Regions from separate parts of the Mus musculus genome. Here all the other regions are linked to region 1. Evidence: chromatin contacts called from public HiChIP or PLAC-seq and promoter capture Hi-C data. All regions are on one chromosome and are shown on one strand. The core of a region is the stretch at or near the end of the contact, and the rest is flanking DNA. Distances in the headings are between cores, read along the strand shown. Region 1 holds the start of Zfp691 (zinc finger protein 691). Region 2 overlaps Gm35510 (a long non-coding RNA gene). Region 3 holds the start of Cldn19 (claudin 19).

The links. HiChIP or PLAC-seq counts read pairs in DNA pulled down with a chosen protein or histone mark. Capture Hi-C pulls out chosen DNA fragments and counts their contacts.
Region 2: an H3K4me3 HiChIP or PLAC-seq map of bone marrow-derived macrophages shows a contact between it and region 1, with 2.3 times the contacts expected there. The contact joins the enhancer-like site here to the promoter of Zfp691 in region 1. A contact is called at or near these places in 3 of 39 promoter capture datasets (fetal liver, neural stem cells and neutrophils), 1 of 484 Hi-C or Micro-C datasets (embryonic stem cells), 5 of 115 datasets of contacts at active chromatin or transcription factors (astrocytes, bone marrow-derived macrophages and embryonic stem cells) and 2 of 9 other capture datasets (adipose tissue and liver).
Region 3: a contact with region 1 is called in a promoter capture Hi-C map of liver. The contact joins the promoter of Cldn19 here to the promoter of Zfp691 in region 1. A contact is called at or near these places in 3 of 115 datasets of contacts at active chromatin or transcription factors (all in embryonic stem cells) and 4 of 9 other capture datasets (adipose tissue, liver, macrophages and 1 more).

The regions. Positions count from the first base shown.
Region 1 is chr4:119,172,807-119,175,501 of GRCm38.p6, reverse strand. Zfp691 (zinc finger protein 691) reads left to right here and starts at 1,307. Exons shown (of 2, transcript NM_001145936.1): 1 at 1,307-1,364. It overlaps Ermap (erythroblast membrane-associated protein), which reads left to right. Exons shown (of 13, transcript NM_013848.3): 13 at 1-45.
Region 2 is chr4:119,081,706-119,084,400 of GRCm38.p6, reverse strand. It overlaps Gm35510 (a long non-coding RNA gene), which reads right to left. Exons shown (of 3, transcript XR_868067.2): 3 at 55-356. Among named protein-coding and RNA genes, the nearest start is that of Gm35510, 10 kb to the right of the region's middle. Within about 2 kb of position 1,345, at least 49 of the 459 cell types and tissues checked have an H3K27ac peak or open chromatin away from gene starts, as enhancers often do. A contact at or near this core is called in astrocytes, bone marrow-derived macrophages, embryonic stem cells and 1 more, where this site is marked.
Region 3 is chr4:119,254,134-119,256,828 of GRCm38.p6, reverse strand. It overlaps Cldn19 (claudin 19), which reads right to left and starts at 1,360. Exons shown (of 5, transcript NM_001038590.1): 1 at 1,034-1,360. The coding sequence starts at 1,256. The region is part of intron 1 of Gm12927 (a long non-coding RNA gene); the gene reads left to right.

The DNA of each region.
Region 1 (2,695 bases), core at 58-2,557:
GCAAACTTTAGACATCATTCATAATAAACCCAGTTTTACTCCTGAGTCTGACTTTTGATGTTTTATTTTTATCAATTTATAAACTAATAGTGTGTAATAGATACTTACACGTCACACACATCCTCAGCTCCAAACATAATTGCTTGAGTAGCCAATCCTATTGGCTAACTAACTCATGCTAGTCTTACCTATTGAGAGAATTTACCAATAGAGAATAGAGCTATTTGTAGAAGCAGGAAATGTTTGTCTGTGTGTCTGCCTATTTGTCTGACTGTCTGTCTATCCACTCAGTCCTTATATCCTTACAATAGTTGTGCTAGGAATTTTATAGAGGAGAGAGGTGGGATTATAAAACTTGACCCTCTCTTTTTTCTTTCCTGATTTTGTGTGTGTGTGTGTGTGTGTGTGTGTGTGAGTGTGTGTTCTTGTGTGCAGGTTCTCAAATTGTCCAGAATTGGGCATTGGATCCCTTGGATCTGGAGTTACAGGTGGTTATAAACTACCTGATGTGGGCGCTGGGAATCCAGGTCCCCTGAAAGAGCTGTAAGTGTTCTTAATCACCGGGTCATCACTAGCTCTAAAGCTTTACCAGCTACAAAGACAACCATTGAAAGACCACACAAACAGGAAAAGCTCGTAGTTAGCTTACACATCAACTTTCTTTATCCTCTTTATCTTTCAAGTTCTTAATCTTTATTGTTCTTCAAAATAAAATCTGGGAAAAACAACAACCAGCCAACCAAACAAAAACCATCTCTGGATAACTTACTGGTCTATTATATCCAGATTGATGCGAGACTTTTGGGTTAACAGGATCACATAGGACACAGAAAAAAAAAACCAAAACCTACGTTGGGCCACTGGCCGACCTGGCTGGAGGTCATTCCTTGGGAGAGGACACTTAGCTTCTCGGACAAAGAGATCGAACTACTTTATTTTTAAATTCCTTTCCTGGTACATGTCCTTTTAATTTTAAACTATAAACTTTAAATGAACTGCGAGGTTTCTATCGAGGGCCACCGCTTCAAAAGACAAAAAGAAAAGAAACCTGATGACCTTAGAAGTGATGACAGCTTCACCGCTGAGTTCTGAACTGGGCAAATGTTTTCAGCGAAGCAAACCTCCGAACTACAACTCCCAGCATGCCGCGCACTAAACCAATGTTTATTGGCCGTCCTACTAGGTCTTGTGCAGTGTGACAGTTAGTATAGCCAATAGAGAGGAAGAACGTTCCCAGGATCCAATCCGAACGCTGTGAAGGCGGATCCTCTCTGGGTTCCGGCTCCGGCTCCTTCCCCCGCCCACCGAGGCGCCGCTGTCCCTGACCGAGCCGCGGGAGTGAAGTGGGTCGCGGCTGTGTAGAGGTGACGTGGGGGTTATGGGGGAGGCGAACGCGAGGCACGGGGCGCTTCGAGCCTGGCCCCTTCGCTCTTGCGAAGGCCTTGAAGGCTGATGTTTGGGAAGTTGCTGTTTTGCGAGTCCCAAAGGCCGCCGGGTACCGTGTGTCCCTCCGCTGCGATCACGTCCCCAGTCCTCGGATGACCCAGTCTTACTACCCTCCCTGCCTTACTGTTGGCCTTGGACCACTCCATGCCCCTCCCACACACCGTGTCTTTAGAGTCGCCCCTTGTACTCTTCCAGCTCCAGTCCCAACCTCATGGACATCTCTGAACCCAACTCTCGTCCTTCAGCTTTCCCAGCTGACTCCTCCAGCTTTATCCTCCTTCCCCACTTAACTAGGCTCTTTGGACACTGCTGCAGCCTTTGTCCCCTCTCCCAGGCCACCTCAGATTCTTTGGCTCCTTTGATGATCCGTCTCTGAATCGCTATGTAGCTCCGGTGAGTGCTTCCTTAATTTTTCACACTCTGTCCCCGGTCCTTCCAAGTTACTCCCGGTACCCTTGACTCGAACCCGGATCTAGAACTTTAATCTTTCGGACCCCAGCTTGGTCTCTTCCTTCTAATCCAGGCTCTTGTCCTTCATCGTCTGTGATCACCAAGCCTCATCTTCTTGCCTTGTTCTTAGAACTCATCCCTCCTCCGCACTCTTGCTGGCGACTCTGTGCTGCTGAGCTCCGAGGAAGAAAACCCCACATGCACTAGGTCTCTTCTCCCTCCGATCTTTGTAATGCAAGGTGACTTTGTGTTATTTCCACACTGCCTTTTCAGTCAGGGATGGACTCTCCGTCTCTGCCAGCCTTGGTCCTGCTCATCTGTCTATTTTGCAAGTCATAGTTTAAATTTCACCTCTTCAGTGAAGCTCCCTCCCTGCCCTCTTCAGAGAGGTGCCTTCTCATTTCCTAAGTGCCGTAGCACCGTCTCTACCTCCAGTCCTGGTGGAATGGTTAAAAACCTCAGCTTTGGAGGAATCAACTTGGGCTTCAGTTTTGCCACCTACTGTGTGCTCTTAGGCACGTGACTTGATTTCTCAGAGTTTCAGTTTCATCATTTCTAAAGTAAGTATGAGAAATTAATAGTTGAGCTAGATGTAGCGGCTCATGCCTTCAACCCCAGCACTCGGGAGGCAGAGGTGCTGTAAAAATGAATTGAGATGGTGCATTGGACCGCTTAGCCCTAGGTCGAGTGCTCTGTAGGACCTTTAAAAAATATGAGCTGTTATGGGCTACTGTGTAATATGCCATATGCAGTGCTGGCCAGAAAGAATGGGTGTATGTACTGCCTGTTCCCTGGAACT
Region 2 (2,695 bases), core at 96-2,595, 91 kb after region 1:
TCCTGTATGAATATTTATAGTAACTTTATTTGTAATAGCTAAAAGCTGGAAACAACCCAGATCCTAAGACCATGGAAATAGGAGATTGGCTTGGCTGGGGATTACTTAGGAAGGTTTGAGCAGGGACTTCTCAAATCAGGAGAATGTTGAGTTCTCATGGCAAAGAACCTTGTAACCAACAACAGAGCCAAGACCATTGGGAGGACCCCCGAGGTGTGGTGGCCCAGGAAGGGGCCAGAGTCATGCATCTCTGGACATGTCCCCATCATCATCATTATCACCATTCCTGTCTACTGGTCATCACCACCTTCAGCATCATCTGCATGATGGCGTTGCTGTTCTCTACCTCCACGCTTCTGCAAAGACATACACAGAGCAGTAAATGGATGTGAGTGTGTGAAATGTTTGTGGGCTACATGGCAGGTGACGGGAGACTCACAGCAAAGTGTCATATCTGGTTCAGTGGTACGATGATGGGAGAGGCTGCCCAGAGGAAGCAGCGTTTTAGTTGGGCCTTACAAGGTGTGTAGGAGTTCTCTGGGTAGGGGAGGGAGAAGATATAGAAGGATGAGCTTTTGCTAAGATTTGGTCATGAGTAACCATGTCTGAAGACATGGAGTCGATACTCAAGGCCATGTGTTTAGAGTTAGCAGCAAGGCTGCACAGGGGCCTGAAGCCAGATCACAAGGAGCTGGGGATTCCTTATTGGGGGCTTAAGCTGGTGTGTGTGTGTGTGTGTGTGTGTGTGTGTGTGTGTATTCTAGTAAGTGTAGAGTTCTCTCTTATCAATATGGCATAATCATTTGGGAAGTTGACTCTTCCCCTTCTTCCATGTGGATCCCAGGGACTGAACGCAGTATTAATTGATTAACTGGATTTTTGAAACGGTCTCACTAGGTAGCTCTGGCTGTCCTGGAACTCACTTTGTAGACCAGGCTGGCCTCGAACTCAGAAATCCGCCTGCCTCTGCCTCCCGAGTGCTGGGATTAAAGGTGTGTGCCACCACACCCAGCTTGCGACAAGTGCTCTTAACCACCAAGCCATCTCTCTATGTTTTATAGTTTTAATCATGTATATGCATTTAAAACACTTTAAAACAATACCATTGCATGGTCCCTCTAGTAATACTTTGAGCCACTGTGTCTGAAACTTCCTATAGAAAAGAGTCTACTCTACAGAACCACAAAGAGTTAATGGATTTCAGCCAATCAAAATTTTGGCCCTGAACCAAATTGGAGCCAGGGAAAAGGAAGTTGTAGCTTTTGAGAGAAAGAGAAGTGGGCTCTTGTTTTCTGTGGCTGTTGCTAGGGAGAATTCCCTGCTGTGGAATGGTACAGAGGAGGAAAGAAAGTCCTTGTCTGATGGGTGGCTGGAAGCCTGTGTATGACCCTGCAGAGGTCAGAGCAAATCCAGGAGAGACCCACTTCCCCATTCCTGATAACATCTGCTGAGTCACCGGAAGCCAAAAACAGACTCCTCTCGTCTAAGCTGGTTTTCATTCATTTCTTTATTTGACAACATATCCTGATCACTTACCCATGGAGTATCACACACAAGCCAAGTAGTAGCTTGAGTTTCATCTTTCGTGGCCAGAATCCTAAGTCCTATCTTAGCCTGACCCTTAGTCATGAGCTAGAACTCCAACTGACAGTTTCTAGTACAGAGCTGCTAGTTGGCAAGAAACAAGTGCCCAGCCATTTGGGCTGATTCAGTCAGATGGGTATTAGTGTAATCATATGCATGGGTCATCAACAGAAAGCTCAGAGGTATTATGACGAGCGTAGTCACAATGGACCAACCTCATGGATGAGGGGAGGCTAATGTTGGGGAATTCATTCCCTCCCTAACCAGGAAGTTGGACAAGTCTGGGACTTAATATGTCAGTTTCTAAATATCAGAAGTCCCAACTAACAGCAAGATCTTTAAGCCATTTAACCCAGGACAAGATATGTGACCATGTTCATAGATGGTTGATAGTTAATTTTCAGCTGGATAGATGTGATAATCTTTATATGCTTCCTAGAAGTTTCATTAGGTGAACACAGTAAACACTTTGAAATGTGTAGTCTTAGGACTTTAAAGTCACTGCCAGTGCTAAGCATACTTTCTGCTTCCTGGTTGGACTTAAGGACAGCCTTTGTTTTGTGGCCATCCCGACAGATATGTGTTATGGTGGTATTTCATTGTGGCTAAAGTCTACACTTTTCTAATGACTAATAATGTTACGAATCATTTTTAAAAATTATTTTTTAGGGACTAGGGTGACGGCTCTGTGGTCAAGAGCACTCATTGATCTTACAGAGGACCCTGCTTCAGATCTCATCATCCACATGGTGGTTCACCACCATCCATAATTCCAGGACCAGGGAATTGTCCAACATCGTCCTCTGACCCACTTCTATGATGATGCACACATGGCGTGGATACATACTCATACATATAAGATGGATATGTCTAACAAAAAATAGTGTGTGTGTGTGTGTGTGTGTGTGTATATATATATATATATATATATATATATATATATATATATATTCTGTCAAATCTATCTATCTATCTGTTTATTTTTTGTTTTGTTTTGTTTTTTTTGAGACAGGGTTTCTCTGTATAGCCCTGGATGTCCTAGAACTTACTCTGTAGACCAGGCTGGCCTCGAACTCAGAAATCTGCCTTCCTCTGCCTTTCAAGTGCTGGG
Region 3 (2,695 bases), core at 111-2,610, 81 kb before region 1:
GGTGGTGGGGTTGTAGGGGGGTGCAAAATGGAGGTGTTAGACCTGAAATGAGAGGAAGCTGGCGTGGAAGGGCTTGGGTAGAAGCCTGAAGAGGCCTGAGCACTTGCCTGCTTGTGAGAAGAGACAATGAGTGTTTGAGGAGAGGGGGCAGAGTGAGGTCATTGTCACTGCTGACCCCGTTTCCCACCGGCCCTGACTGGCTCCTTTCTCCTGGGTCTGGTACACCCTCAATCAAGCAGCAGGAGATGGGGCAGAGTATCACTCAGGATCACCAGAGGTAGAGCTGAAAGTGCCTGAGAACCAGCTAAACCCAGCTTGGTTCCCAGCAGCAACCCTGTCAATCGTCCCTGTCAATCATGGAATCCTATGCTTTTTTCTTTGGGAGTGTATTGGTCAGTTCTAGGCCCCAGGCAGCAGGAGACTTAGATCCCTGAGGGAGGCAGGCCAGTGGTTTGTCTGGACCAGTGTGAGTGGGACTGACTGTGTGGGCTCTACTTTGAGCCCTGTCGGAGTGCAAGTGCGATGGTCCCCAAGGTCAGAGCTGTAATGGTGTCTGACTCTGTGTGTGTGTGTGTCCGTGTGTGTGTGTGTGTCCGTGTGTGTGTGTGTGTGTGTGTGTGTGTGTCGGTGTGTGTGTGTAAACATATCTGTCAATATGGAATATGGAGAGAAGAGGAGTGGAGAATGATAACAGGCTTATGAAACCAGACCCTCATCTCAGTCCACCCTCCCATGCCCTGTGTATTAATGGCCTGGTTACACAGGAGAACATTAGAACGCAAGGGTTGAATGAGTGGGTATTAGGACCGGGAGCCCAGGCTGCCAGCTTCTTGTGTTCCTGCCTCCTCAGAGCCTAGAGACCTGACTGGCCTGGACTCTCCGGTGTACACAGGACAGAAGTTAGGGACTCCCACAGGGGCTGGAGTGTGCCACCCAGCACTAAGGACAGGCTGTGAAAAAGCTTGCCGACAACCTCCCCAGCCCAGTCAGTGCCCCGTCAGTGCCCCCTCCCCGGCTCCCACCGGAGGCCTACCGTCCAGGGCCAGGAGTGAATCGTAGAGTTTGCATTGCACCTGCCCGGTGCTCTGAGAGGCGCAAGACATCCACAGCCCTTCGTAGAGGCCCACGGCAGTGATGATGGCATCGCCTGCATAGGAAGACTGCTTCCACTGTGGCAGGGCAGTGCTGGCGATGATGCCCACCCAGCCGCCCAAGGCTAGGAAGTAGCCCAGGAGCTGGAGGCCCGAGTTGGCCATGGCCCAGGTAGGAGTCTGAGAGTTCCAGGACTCAGAGATGGGCCAGGGTGTGGAGGAGCGTTGTGGTCATGGTAAGAGGAACAGCCGGAAAAGGGGAGCTAAGTGGCACAGGAGGAGAGGAGGAGAGGGGATGGCTGGCTGGCCAGCAGAGGCAGTGGCTGCTGATTCCAGAATGCAGGGGGCGGCCTTGGGGCTGGAAAAGGCCAAAACCCGCCCACAGACAGTCCCCAGCAGAGCTCTTTTCGCCCAGTTTCTTGGGAGTGGAGGGTAGAACCTAGGATCCAAGCTGGGGTACCCCTGCCCTCCCTGTCTCAATAGTAAGGAAGGGAGGGGCTAGGAGGAGTGACTCTTCCCCCTTTTAACCAGGGAAACCCCTTTAGGAGTGATTCCAGTGCTCTGGGATTCTCCTAATCCCTTCCCCAGCACCAGCTCAGTGGATGGCTTTGCTGTGCTTCAGTGCCTGATCTGAAGCGGCGGTTTCTTGCCCACTGACTTGAGGACAGAAAAAGAAAGAAATTTTAGTTACAGCAGGAAAAAACTATAGAGTTCTCTCTCTCTCTCTCTCTCTCTCTCTTCCTCTCTCTCTCTCTCTCTCTCTCTCTCTCTGTGTGTGTGTGTGTGTGTGTGTGTGTGTGTGTGTGTGTGCTGGGTATGGAAACCAGGCTTTGTTGTACATGCTAGGCAAGCACTCTACCACTGACCTAGATCCCCTGGAGTTAGTTTTGGATCAGGGCTTTAAGGCCAGATGTGCAGAGACTCAGTTAAATATGAGCTGCTGGGGAGAAGAGTCCTAGGTACCTGGAAACCATGTCTATCAAAATGGGAGAGGCCAAAGCAGGGAAGATGTGCTATGGGGTCTGTCTGCGATCTGAGGAGTCAGAAGAGGGACCCACAGTAACTGGGCCAGTGGTAGCTGTCTGCCAGCCTCAGGACGTGGTGGGGAGCTGGGGAGATCTGCGCCAGCATCTGTCCTGAACTTGGAGGAAGAAGAACTGCTCAGCCAGTTAATCCCTTTGCTGGCTGGTTCAGCAGCTCCTGCTGGGACCTGAGACAGCAGGCCCTGGCCCCTAGCTCCAGAACAGCCTGGCAGGGGCAGGGGCCTCTGTGCATTCCTGGGGTTCAGGCTCACCGCTCCTAGACCCCTGCCCGCCCCTTCTCACTCAGCCCTCGGGAGCAGGGAATGTTTAACTCCCCTGGGTCTCATTAGCAATCCTCTCACGTTCATTTCAGCCCCACAGGCTTGGCATGGGTGCAGGAGGAATGTCACACCCCTGCTCCCGCTCCAGCCTCCCAGCCACCTCTCTTACATCCCCTGCATCCATCCCACTGCCTTTCCTGAGCTGCAACATGGCCAGCTTCCTCCCCCACACCTTCAACCCCCACAGCAGGGACAAACCCCCAGCCTGCTGCCTTACATTCCTCACGTGGGTGCCTGGCAC